Linked DNA regions of Mus musculus: region 2 is linked to region 1. A link is a contact called in public promoter capture Hi-C data. All regions are on one chromosome and are shown on one strand. The core of a region is the stretch at or near the end of the contact, and the rest is flanking DNA. Distances in the headings are between cores, read along the strand shown. Region 1 holds the start of Anxa9 (annexin A9). Region 2 holds the start of Lix1l (Lix1-like).

Region 1 (5,173 bases), core at 1,476-3,975:
GTCTAGTGCCTTGCTTATCCCTACCAAAAAGGTAAGGAGCTAGAGGGTGGGGGTTGGGTAGTCACAGAACAGCACACCTATCTCAACCTGGGGATTCTTGCGCTGTGTCCCTGGGAAGTGAAGACTGCTGGGGGCCTGCACACTGGGCTTCAAGCTTGATGTGTCCTTCTTTGTTGTTCTGAACTTCCACAGTAGAGAAGCAGCACCAGAGGCAAGCAGGGTCAGGACGTTTGACTCAACAGGAGGAGAAGGGACTAGGGTTTCTAGTCAGCCTTACACACCTCCTCAGAGCCAGTTGGCTCCTTGCTGCGCCCCTGGCGGCTACTTGGCACAGCACATCAGACAGAGCATTCCATCAACATGAAATCAGAACTAGAGAGAAGGCGACATCCAGCCCCTAAGGGCTGATTACACCTTGATTACACCTGCAACTTAATTACACCTGCAACTCTTCCACTCACAAAAATTATACCGCCTGCACACGTGAGGAGATCCAGTGTAGTGTCCATCTGTCTTCCTCACACACACCTGCCTCAGAGACAGGCACCACTTTCAGAATCACAGGCTGAAGAGGAGCCAATACAGCACGGACTTCACAAGGATTATATTACTTGAAACCTAAGCAAGGTTTTTGCCTGGCTCCAACTCTGATTGATTCCTCCCCACCCCACCCTCCAATGCAAGTGTAATAGGGTGAGAGATGGGCACCTGCAGAGCCAGAAAGCTGGGAGGATAGAAGTGTGACCTGTAAGAAAACCTCAGGGCCAGTGAGACAGTAGATAGTGGGATAGAGACGGTTTCACAGGGCTCTCAAGTCTGAGCAACCATTAAGAAGGCGACATAGAGCCGGGCGTGGTGGTGCACACCTTTAATCCCAGCACTCCAGAGGCAGAGGCAGGCGGATTTCTGAGTTCAAGGCCAGCCAGATCTACAAAATAAGTTCCAGGACAGCCAGGACTATACAGAGAAACCCTGTCTCGAAAAACCAAAAAAACAAAAACAAAAAACAAAAAACTTCTTTCTAGGGCTGGAGAGATGGCTCAGTGGTTAAGAGCACTGACTGCTCTTCTGAAGGTCCTGAGTTCAATTCCCAGCAACCACATGGTGGCTCACAACCATCCGTAATGAGATCTGATGCCTTCTTCTGGAGTGTCTGAAGACAGCTATGGTATTTACATATAATGAAATAAATAAATCTAAAAAAAAAAAAAAACAAAATCAACAACCATTTAAAAAAAAAAAAAAAAAAGAACTTCTTTCTAGATATTGAAGAGCAATAGAAGTCAACTGCTTCGGGCTAAAGTATGAGCCCAAAAATACAGGGCAGATTCTGGTAAAGCTAAGGGGTGAGGCTGTGACAACCGTGGCCTCAGGCTTCTCTGGGATGTTTCACAAACTTCCCTGCTCCAACCCCAAACACTATATAAGAATATGCCTTCCAGAGACAGGGAGAGGCCAGTAGGTTGAAGTAGCAGCGGCAAATGGGGTAGTGTTGAAAGGAACTGTACAATGTCAGTCTCCCTGTGGCCAGCGACAGAGAGAAACCTAGTCAGAGGCTCCAGTGAGAATAGAGGCACCAGAACTAGTTCACACACACAGCACACCACACCACACCCCTTAGAAATTAGGCACTATGTGGCCAGAAACAAGACCTAAGGAACGGAATATTTGACCTTAGGGGCCCCATCACAAATGCAAGACAGTCACCTTAGCTCTGGGATGGGAAGTGACCCCCTACCCCAGCTCTCACACAAACAGAAGTAATTTCTGGGGGAGGCCTTCCCTAACTCAGTTCTGGGGAAGACCGGCTCACTCCAGACCTCACAGCGCTTAGAACACCCTGACAGCTGAGGCTGGAAACTCGGATAAGTGAGATCTGGTTTGGATGCCAGGAGTGCAGCTTAGGCACAGGAATTCCCAAGCTCAGGCTAAAAAGAAATGCCACCCACCTGCAGGTAGCCAACTAACTTGAGGGCCTCTGGGCCTGTAATTAGCAAGTTACAACCCAGAGCTGGCCAAACACGCCCCATAACGGTATAGGAATGTGAGCCCTTTGGGGCCGGGACAGACACTAAAGAGTGTACTCCTTCCTGTTTCCCGTTAGGCACATGGACACTCTGACCTCCCTCTTGGGATGGGCACAAGGGGGTCAGAAACAGAGGCGGCAGCGGCGGCGGTAGCAGTAGCAGCAACAGCAGCAACAGCAGGGGCCGCCACCGTTCCTCCTCGGCCTCCACACTCAGGCCCCAGGACGCACGCGGGCCCGCAGGGGCTTCTAGCACCGAAGGTCCGCTACTGCTCCACTCCTAACAAAGGGGCGTCTGTACCATGGATCCTGAGCGAGCGCCCGGCCCCAGTCCCCCTACCTGTTGCCCCGCAGGCCTTCTCTGGTCCGAGGCCCCAGCCGGGCCCGGATCGCCCGCTCCAGCAGCGCTCGGCCCGCCCTCCGGCAGGCCGGCCGCCATGAGCCGGTGGAGGCCCCGCTCCCTCCGAGCTGCACCCTGAGCCCCCGCGCCCGTCACTGCCCCGCCACCCTCGCGGACCCGCGCACAGACTTACTCGGCGTCCGGTGCAGAGCTGCTCCGGCCCGGGCGCCGCTACTCCGTTTCCCACTTCTAGCGCCCGGCCGGTGCGCACTGACTGGGCCGGGTCCTCTCCTCCCCCTTCCGCTGCCCGCGGCTCCCTCCCTCCTTCCTCCTTTGCCCGCCGAGCCCCGGCGAGCCCAGGCCGAGCCCAGTAGCGGAGCTGAGTTGGGTGTGGGCCGCGGCCGGGCGGGGCCCGGTGCCCGGAACCCTGCGCTGCGCCTATGGAGCGGAGGAGCCCCGACGGGGCGGGTGGCACGTGCCCCGCAGGGCGCCTGGGTCTCTGAGTGGCGCGGTTGCGGCCCACCCGGACATTGGTCAGGGACCCCCTGGTGCTTGAGCCCAGAGCAGTTCAGAGCTGGCTGCCTCTGCCCAACCCCGCGGCCCTGGTGTGGTCGGCGACCTCAGCCCATGATTTACCCCCGGGTTGAATGCTACAATCCCATCGTCCGGCTTCACTGGGCATCAGAGGAAGGGTGCACGCGGAGAAAACCCTGCACAGATCCCGATGCTCCCTACGGTGAGATCCACAATGCCCCCTCCCCCAGCCCTGCTGTTTAGAGTCCTAACAGAGCTACTCAAACCTTTTGTAAAATGTACTCCAGGCTACACTATGGTTAGCCGTGATCAGTTTCGTATTAGAACCTGTTTTCCCTTAAATAGTCCCATAAAATCTATGCCTCAAGAAGAGAGCAGCAGGTTGGAGACATGGCTCAGCGGTTAAGAACACCGACTGCTGTTCTAGAGATACTGAGTTAAATTCCTAGCAACCACATGGTCACTCACAACTATCTGGGATCCCATGCACTCTTCTGGTGCGTCTGAAGACAGCCACATTGTACTCATATAAATTAATAAATAAGGGGACGGATGGGGGGGAGAGAGAGAGAGAAAGCGCCCAGCAGCCTTAACTCCCATCTCCCATACTCCCATTATGGACAGAACTTGACTAAGTTGTCAAGTGACCCTTAACCGGGAGAGTTAAGCTTAGCTTCTTCCATGTAAAAAATGCTTTAAAAACTATCCCCTGGGAAGTGGTGGCGCACTCCTTTAATCCCAGCACTTGGGAGGAAAAGGCAGGCGGATTTCTGAGTTCAAGGCCAGCCTGGTCTACAGAGTGAGTTCCAGGACAGCCAGGGCTACACAGAGAAACCCTGTCTCGAAAAACCAAAAAAAATACAAAACAAAACAAAACCAAAACCCTGCCTGGTGCAATTTCACATCTCATGCCCAAGCACAGTCCCAGCATTTGGGAGACTATGTTTTTTTTTAAACCTTCATAAAATAGTTTTGTTTTTTCTTTTTAAATTTATGTGTGTGAGTGTTTTGCCTGAATGTATGCATGTGTTCCACGAATGTCTGGTGGCCAACAAGGTCAGTGGAGGATATCAGATTCCCTGGAACTGGAGTTATATAAGGTTGTAAGCAGCTATGTGGGTGCTGAGAATCAAACGGGTCCTCTGTAAGTAAGAACATGACAGCTGAGCTGTCTCTCCCGCCTTTGTTATGAACCCAGGTCCTCTGAAGGAGCAGCCTGTGCTCTTAACCGCCGAGCCATCTCTCCAGCCCCGCCGTTTGTCTGTCATCATTAAGCCTGTGCCAGAGGCTTGCCTCACAATGTATGCCTGCCTTCTAGCACCAGGGCTTTGCCTGTGATCTTAGGAAGAGATGTAACCTCACTACTCTAGTGTGAGAGTTTGGCTCTCGATCTTGTCTGTTTGGGGAGTTAGAGAGGCAGTGGATGATTTCCAGCCTGTCTGCCCACTTGGTCCTTGCAGTGAGACCCCAGCACAGATGATACACCACAAAAGCCTGGCTGTCCCCTGCACTCTGCTCTATCCCTCTTCAGTAGCCTTCCTAAAATCTTCTGCAACGCGCACACACATACACCCTCACTTCTTTTTCCAACCAAGTCTGCTGTTTGGGCACTGGCTAACCCTTTTTAACCCCTCCCCACCGTTCTTGATGAATTGTCCCTTTTTCTTTTCTTTTTCTTTTCTTTTCTTTTCTTTTTTTTTTTTTTTTTTAATACTTGGCTTTCCCATGGTTTCCACCAGATACTTCATTTGTTTGTTTGTTTTTTCGAGACAGAGTTTCTCTCTGTGGCCCTGGCTGTCCTGGGATGTATTTTTAATCTTTTTGAGAAAGTATCTCACTATGTTGCCCAGCCCGGTTCCAAACTCAAAATCCTCCTACGGTTTGGATTTTCAGGTGTGAACTAACACACTCAGCTGTACCAGACTTTTTAAATATGTCCTCTGGGTAAGTGCAATTAACTTTAAAAGAGAGGAAGAGAGGAAGAAAGAGAAAACAGAAAGCAGTGGGGAGTTTTGTGGGCAGAGGCAGGATATCGGAGAGTGAGGGCCTGAGAAATGGAGATAAGAAGGTATACAAAAGAGTAAATGGAAGGAGGAGAACCCTGGCCTCCGCCAGCACTGGGGTGCTGTTCCCCACACACTCTCCCTGGCTGGACCAGGAGATTAGAATCACCACGCCTGCCTTTCTAACCCATCCTCCACCCTCAGTTGGCATTGCCATGCCCACAATGCCCCAAGTGTGCCCTGCTTGTGGTGACTCACTTCCTGTGAATA
Region 2 (5,173 bases), core at 699-3,198, 1.3 Mb before region 1:
ACATATTTATGGTGTAGCCATGTTAAACCTTGTTTACTCTAACCGACCTGGAAAGTAACTCTGTTGACTCAGTAGCTTCAGAAGTGCATCCATTTGTAGCCCAGCACCCTACAGAATCCTAGCCTGGCTGCAATTCAAACTGGTTAGAGAGCAAAGAGAAGGGGAGAATAAATGAGCCATCAGGCGTGCAGCAGAGTGGATCTGAACGTTCAACTTCACTGAAATCTTCCTGTTCACAAAGACACAAACATTTAAGAGTAGAAGAAAGTGAAACATGGTCTCAAGGAAGAGATGACCAGAAAATCGGGGCTAGCAATCATTTTAAGTGCCCAATCTGTCATCAATGTGCACAATCCTTGAAGAAACTGCTGCTCAGTGAAGTTATGAGACCCTTTGCCCAAAGACAGAGCCGGGACTGACAGGCCTCCGAAGCCTGTCTGCTCTTTTCACTGAAGCTTCCAAAAGGAAGCAAAGAGTGGGGCGGAAGGAGGTCAACCAACAGTCTGGAAAGAAAGAAAGAGGGTGGGGTGAGCTGTGCAACTTTTCTCCTAGAAAACAGCAAGGAGGCAGTCACTTTTAGACCCAGGAGGACCTGATCAAGGAAACAGAAGGGATGTGTTGGAAATTCCAGACTTAAAGTCTGAGTCATACACCCTTCACTGTGTGTTCCTTGTCGTTTAAACTATGAATTTGGAACCAGGATTCTGACAGGAAATTGGTTAACGTTGCCTAAACAAAAACAACAAAGAAAATTCTCACATCCCTCTTCCCAGAAATTAGGCATCTTTAAGCCGGCAATTTCTAAGCAAAATAAGGTTGTTGCCTGGCTTGTTTCCACAGAATTTAGCATTGAGTGAGCCAGGGCCTGAGATTTATCCTCAGTTCCTGGGCAAGGGCCAGGAATACAGCGCCAGACAGACAGAGGCCCGAGTTGTGAGGCTCCAAACTAAGACACTAAAGCGAGGCACCAAGTCACAGGAAGCTGGCACGGCCTCAATGGTGTGGGTTCAGATTCAAAGGAACAATTATTGTGAGTGACTTTTGAAAGCACTACCTAATAATTCTCCAGCAGATCTGAAGTCATGGTGGAAATTTCATGGTGGGAGGTGGGGTGGGTAAGTTAAGTATGTGAAGAACTAAAAAGTCGAGATTCAGAAGATGAAGTACAAGGGCTCAGGAGATGGGAGTACAGGAATTGCTGAGATCAGAGAGAGAAGACAGAGAAGGGTAAGGATGAGAAATGCCCTGGGTCTGAGATAAAGGAGAGGATCCCACACAATAGGGGCGGGTTCTTAAAGGGAGAAGGACATTAAAATCTTAAGCCTGCTGACAGAGAAAAAGTTGGGAAGAAAAGAGAATTGCATCTGAAAACAGGAGTCCCTGAAGAATGCATTAATAACTCGTGTGTGTGTGTGTGTGTGTGTGTGTGTGTGTGTGTGTACACGCGCGCGTGCGCGCTTGTGTGTGTGTCCAGAAGGAAACTCCCCAAAAGGAAATGCATGCGAAGGCTGGACGCCAAGCGGAGCCACTGTGAGGACAGTGGGAGCTGTGGGAGCCAGGCTCTTGACTAGAGGGTGTCCCGCAGGAGGCCAGTTCCCGACACTTACCTCGACCGTAGCCCTGCGTGTGCTTGGCGAAGCTCCTCACCACCGCCTCCACAGCCTCGCGCAGCACCGCAGGGCTACCCGCGGCGCCGGGGGGCAGGGGCAGCCCGGGGGCCCCAGCCAGAAGCAGCGGAGGCGGGGGCGGGGCGGGGGGCGGCGGGGCGGGCGGCGGGCCCACGGGGGGTGTGGCGGCGCTAGTCGGGGCCCCGGTCACCCCTGGCCGCAGCGCTCGCAAAGTGCCTCTCCCACCGACGCCTACACCGGGCTGCAGCCGCTGTGCTCGCATCGTCTCCATCCCGGTGGCCGGCGGAGCTGGGCCCCGGAGCCTGCCAGCCTGGCGAGCTAACGGTCCCAGCTACCCCAGTGAGCAAGAGCCAGGGGATTGAGGGCGGTGCCGGGATCCAGCTGTCAGTCAAGAGCGGGCGGGACGAACCAGATGCCATGCCAATCACTGGTGGAGAGGGAGGAAAGGGGTGGGCTCCTGAGCCACCTTAGGCAAATGATTGAGGAAGGCGGAGGCACGGGAACCAATTGAATAAAGAAAAGGCTAAATCGTCTAAGAGAGAGAGCTTCGGAGCATCTTTGGGAATCCTGTGGTAAGCGATAGAAATCCGGCCAGACCCCTGGGGCGGGGCTTGAAGGGAAAATAGGCCTGGATGCAAGGCTGGATAGAACTGTAGCTGGAGAGGTTTCTTAAGGACCATTTGTCTGATCACTTTACTTTCTAGATGTAGATGCGGTTCAGAGAAGTGATGTGACTCATCTTTAAGTTCATACACAATTGGTGGTGGAGTGAAAACTGAGTATAGTGCTGACTTTAGTGAGAATATGCTATGTCATATACTTGAGTGCACTGCCTTATTTAATAGCTGCCAAGTACAAACCAGGTTTTATTTTACAAACAAGAAAAGTGATGCTCAGGAAGATTAGATACATGAAATGGCTGGATGGCAAGGGAGATTCAGACATTAAGTGTTTTAATCCAAATATTTTCCTTTTTTCACTATTTACATTCAGGAATGGTTTTCTGACTTCAGCTACTCACTAAGGGAGTCAGAGAACGTAGAATGTGTTTATCACTGTACAGAAAGAGTGAGCTAGAATACACTCAGAAACCTATCAAACAGAGAAATTCAGGACATAGATGGAAAGGGTGCTTGATCCAGGTAAGTCTGGGTTCCAACAGTTGTTCCCAGCAGACATCCATGCACACAAGCTGCGACACCCTTTTGTTGACTGACCATTCCTTTTCCCCTTAGGTGAAGTTACTAGCCCCACCCCCTCTCCTAGGGTTGGCTAAGAGACCTGGGACTATGGAGGTTAGAAGAAAATGAATAAAGGCACACCTGGTGAAATGAAATTAAACCCTGTATTTAAAACAACAACAAAACCTGTGTGGTCAAGATGTAGGAAGTAGCATCTGCTTATGGAGAAGAGGGGCAGTAAGAATCTTAAATCATTAAAAGTCAGGCATGGGGAGGCTGGGGGGAGGCCCACCAAATGCCTTAAAACCTCAGAACACAGGGCCCATTTGCCTTTTCTTCTACAACCACTACTGGTCAGTTGGTCTCCTGGAAAGAAAGTAGCTGCAGCCTCTAGATTGGCTCCCTGAGTAGTTGTGACTGTAAGTCTCACCCTCCCATGCCCTCTCTCTTCACCCCCCCCCCCAACCCACACTTTCAGGCAGCAGTGACAAAACAGACTTCTGAACACATTTATTTGACAAGTGGTAAGAGGACTGACTTAGGCTTGCTCCCCACTTCTACCTGTGGGGGGTTGTTCATAAGCTCAGACACACAGAAGAGCAACTTTGAGCCCATGACCTACCCCTGGGGTAAACAAGACAATCTGGAGTGGTATATGTGTGTGTGGGGGGCACAGGGAGGGAATAAAAAGCAGGAAACTGAGAAGTGGAGAGCGTGGAAGGCAGCAACAGAAGTGAGATTGGGAGCTGCTTTGGGAACCCCAAGAACAGTGAAGAAGACATCCTGAAAAGCGGATGGGAGCAGGGTGTGAACAAGGAGCCAGGCATGGAGAAGCAAGGCCTGCAGAATGGGGCGAGATAGTCATGAAGAGAAAGCAGACTGTGCGAGGGGATGCTAGGCCACGCTGCAGGGCACACAGGGAAAGCAAGGGTTCTTCAGGAGGGGCAAAGATACAGGAGACCAGCCATGAGTGGGGGCTCCCTGCTGCTTCGGAACAAATGTGAGTCTGGGACCCTAGCACAAGTGGTCCTCTGTTGGTGTGCTGTGCCTATGGGTCCCCAAGTAATCCCATGTACTTGTGACATGACCAGGGCACGATTGCGTGGGTCTACACACCCGGTAAACACAGTATTTATCCTTCTCGCTAGTAAGTGTACTGTGCTTGTGGACAGACACATGCTTACCCATGTGTGCGTGCACAGTGCCAGGAGCACATGCAAGAGATCCCGTGTCCGAGGTATCAGCTGGTTCTCCCTCTATCAGGGTACTGACCCTCCCCCTCCTTGGCGCCCCTCATTTCCTTCAGCGCCCGGGTTCCCCAGGCCCACCTAGACTCTGAAACCCCCCTAGCAGGCGAATCTGCTCAGTCTGCATGGAGTGGCGTCTCACCAACTTGCGCTTGGTCCTGGGAGACCCTGGTGCCCCAGAGGGTGGAGGGGCAGGCAGTGAGGGTGCCCGACCTCCGGGTTGGGGACGAATGTCGGGGATGGGAGGGTGGGGACTGACGTTGAGAGGAGGCAAGAAACCTGGTCGTGTTTGCGAGATGTGGTCCAGGAGCAAGGTCCCGGAGCCCCTTCTCTCTAGCAGCCCTGGACTCCGCCTCCGTCCGCTCAGCGGGGATACAGCCCCGGGCAGACTTTCCTGGGACTGGCGTGGGGAGGAAACTGAGCCCGCTGGAGGGAGGGTCAGCGGAGAGGCGCTGTATCGCCGGCGCTCCAGGGATAACCGGCTGGACTCGGGGGAGTCAGGGCAAAAATGTCCAGGGGTGTCGAGCTCCACCGGCTCCATGCGGCTCAGTTTTTGCCTTAGCCCTGAAGGAAGACCAGACTCCTGAGCCTCGGGCGCAGTGTTTCGGCGCGAGAGAGGACCCCCACCCGTCACTTTCTCCGCCCATGGGGGCGGGTCCTCCGGGCCTTCGGTGCTGTGACGCCGAGAAAGACGCGGTCTCCCGGTCAGGGTCAAGCCATTGAATTCAGCAGCCAGACGCTCCAAACCGGGCCTCCCTTCTGCAGGAGGAACCGGTTGAGGAGGAGCCACAAGGCCCCAGGGCTCGGAATTGAGCCTTTTGAGTGGTTTTGGAGGATGTCGAGGTGGCTTGGGGAGAGGCTCGGAAGGGGAAGGGTCATCAGGGGGCTTGGGAAGAGGAAATTCAAAAATGTCTCTTTTCTCCTCTTCTTCCTGGGCGCGAGGGGATAACAACCCGCGCCCTCCTCCTGCAGTCTGCAGTTGGACTTCTGAAGGCGATGTGCAGACCCCTGGACTAGGAGGAGCGGGTGCAGGGTCCTCTACCCCTGGGGACGGTGGGGAATTAAGATACTGCCTGGTCTTCTTGGTGCCCGAGGGCGAGGTATCCGTCGTTATGAT

The links. Promoter capture Hi-C pulls out the DNA fragments that hold promoters and counts their contacts.
Region 2: a promoter capture Hi-C map of liver shows a contact between it and region 1, with 4 times the contacts expected there. The contact joins the promoter of Lix1l here to the promoter of Anxa9 in region 1. A contact is called at or near these places in 2 of 39 promoter capture datasets (liver and pre-B cells).

The regions. Positions count from the first base shown.
Region 1 is chr3:95,312,732-95,317,904 of GRCm38.p6, reverse strand. It overlaps Anxa9 (annexin A9), which reads left to right and starts at 2,725. Exons shown (of 14, transcript NM_001379545.1): 1 at 2,725-3,102. It overlaps Cers2 (ceramide synthase 2), which reads right to left and starts at 2,715. Exons shown (of 11, transcript NM_029789.2): 1 at 2,560-2,715. LOC115489748 reads left to right here and starts at 2,109. Exons shown (of 2, transcript XM_030252979.1): 1 at 2,109-2,148; 2 at 2,341-3,161. The coding sequence starts at 2,109. The coding sequence ends at 3,143.
Region 2 is chr3:96,597,908-96,603,080 of GRCm38.p6, reverse strand. It overlaps Lix1l (Lix1-like), which reads right to left and starts at 1,948. Exons shown (of 6, transcript NM_001163170.1): 1 at 1,608-1,948. The coding sequence starts at 1,899. It overlaps Gm52628 (a long non-coding RNA gene), which reads left to right and starts at 1,982. Exons shown (of 2, transcript XR_003954672.1): 1 at 1,982-2,770; 2 at 2,864-3,499. It overlaps Ankrd34a (ankyrin repeat domain 34A), which reads right to left. Exons shown (of 2, transcript NM_001024851.3): 2 at 3,303-5,173. The coding sequence ends at 4,112.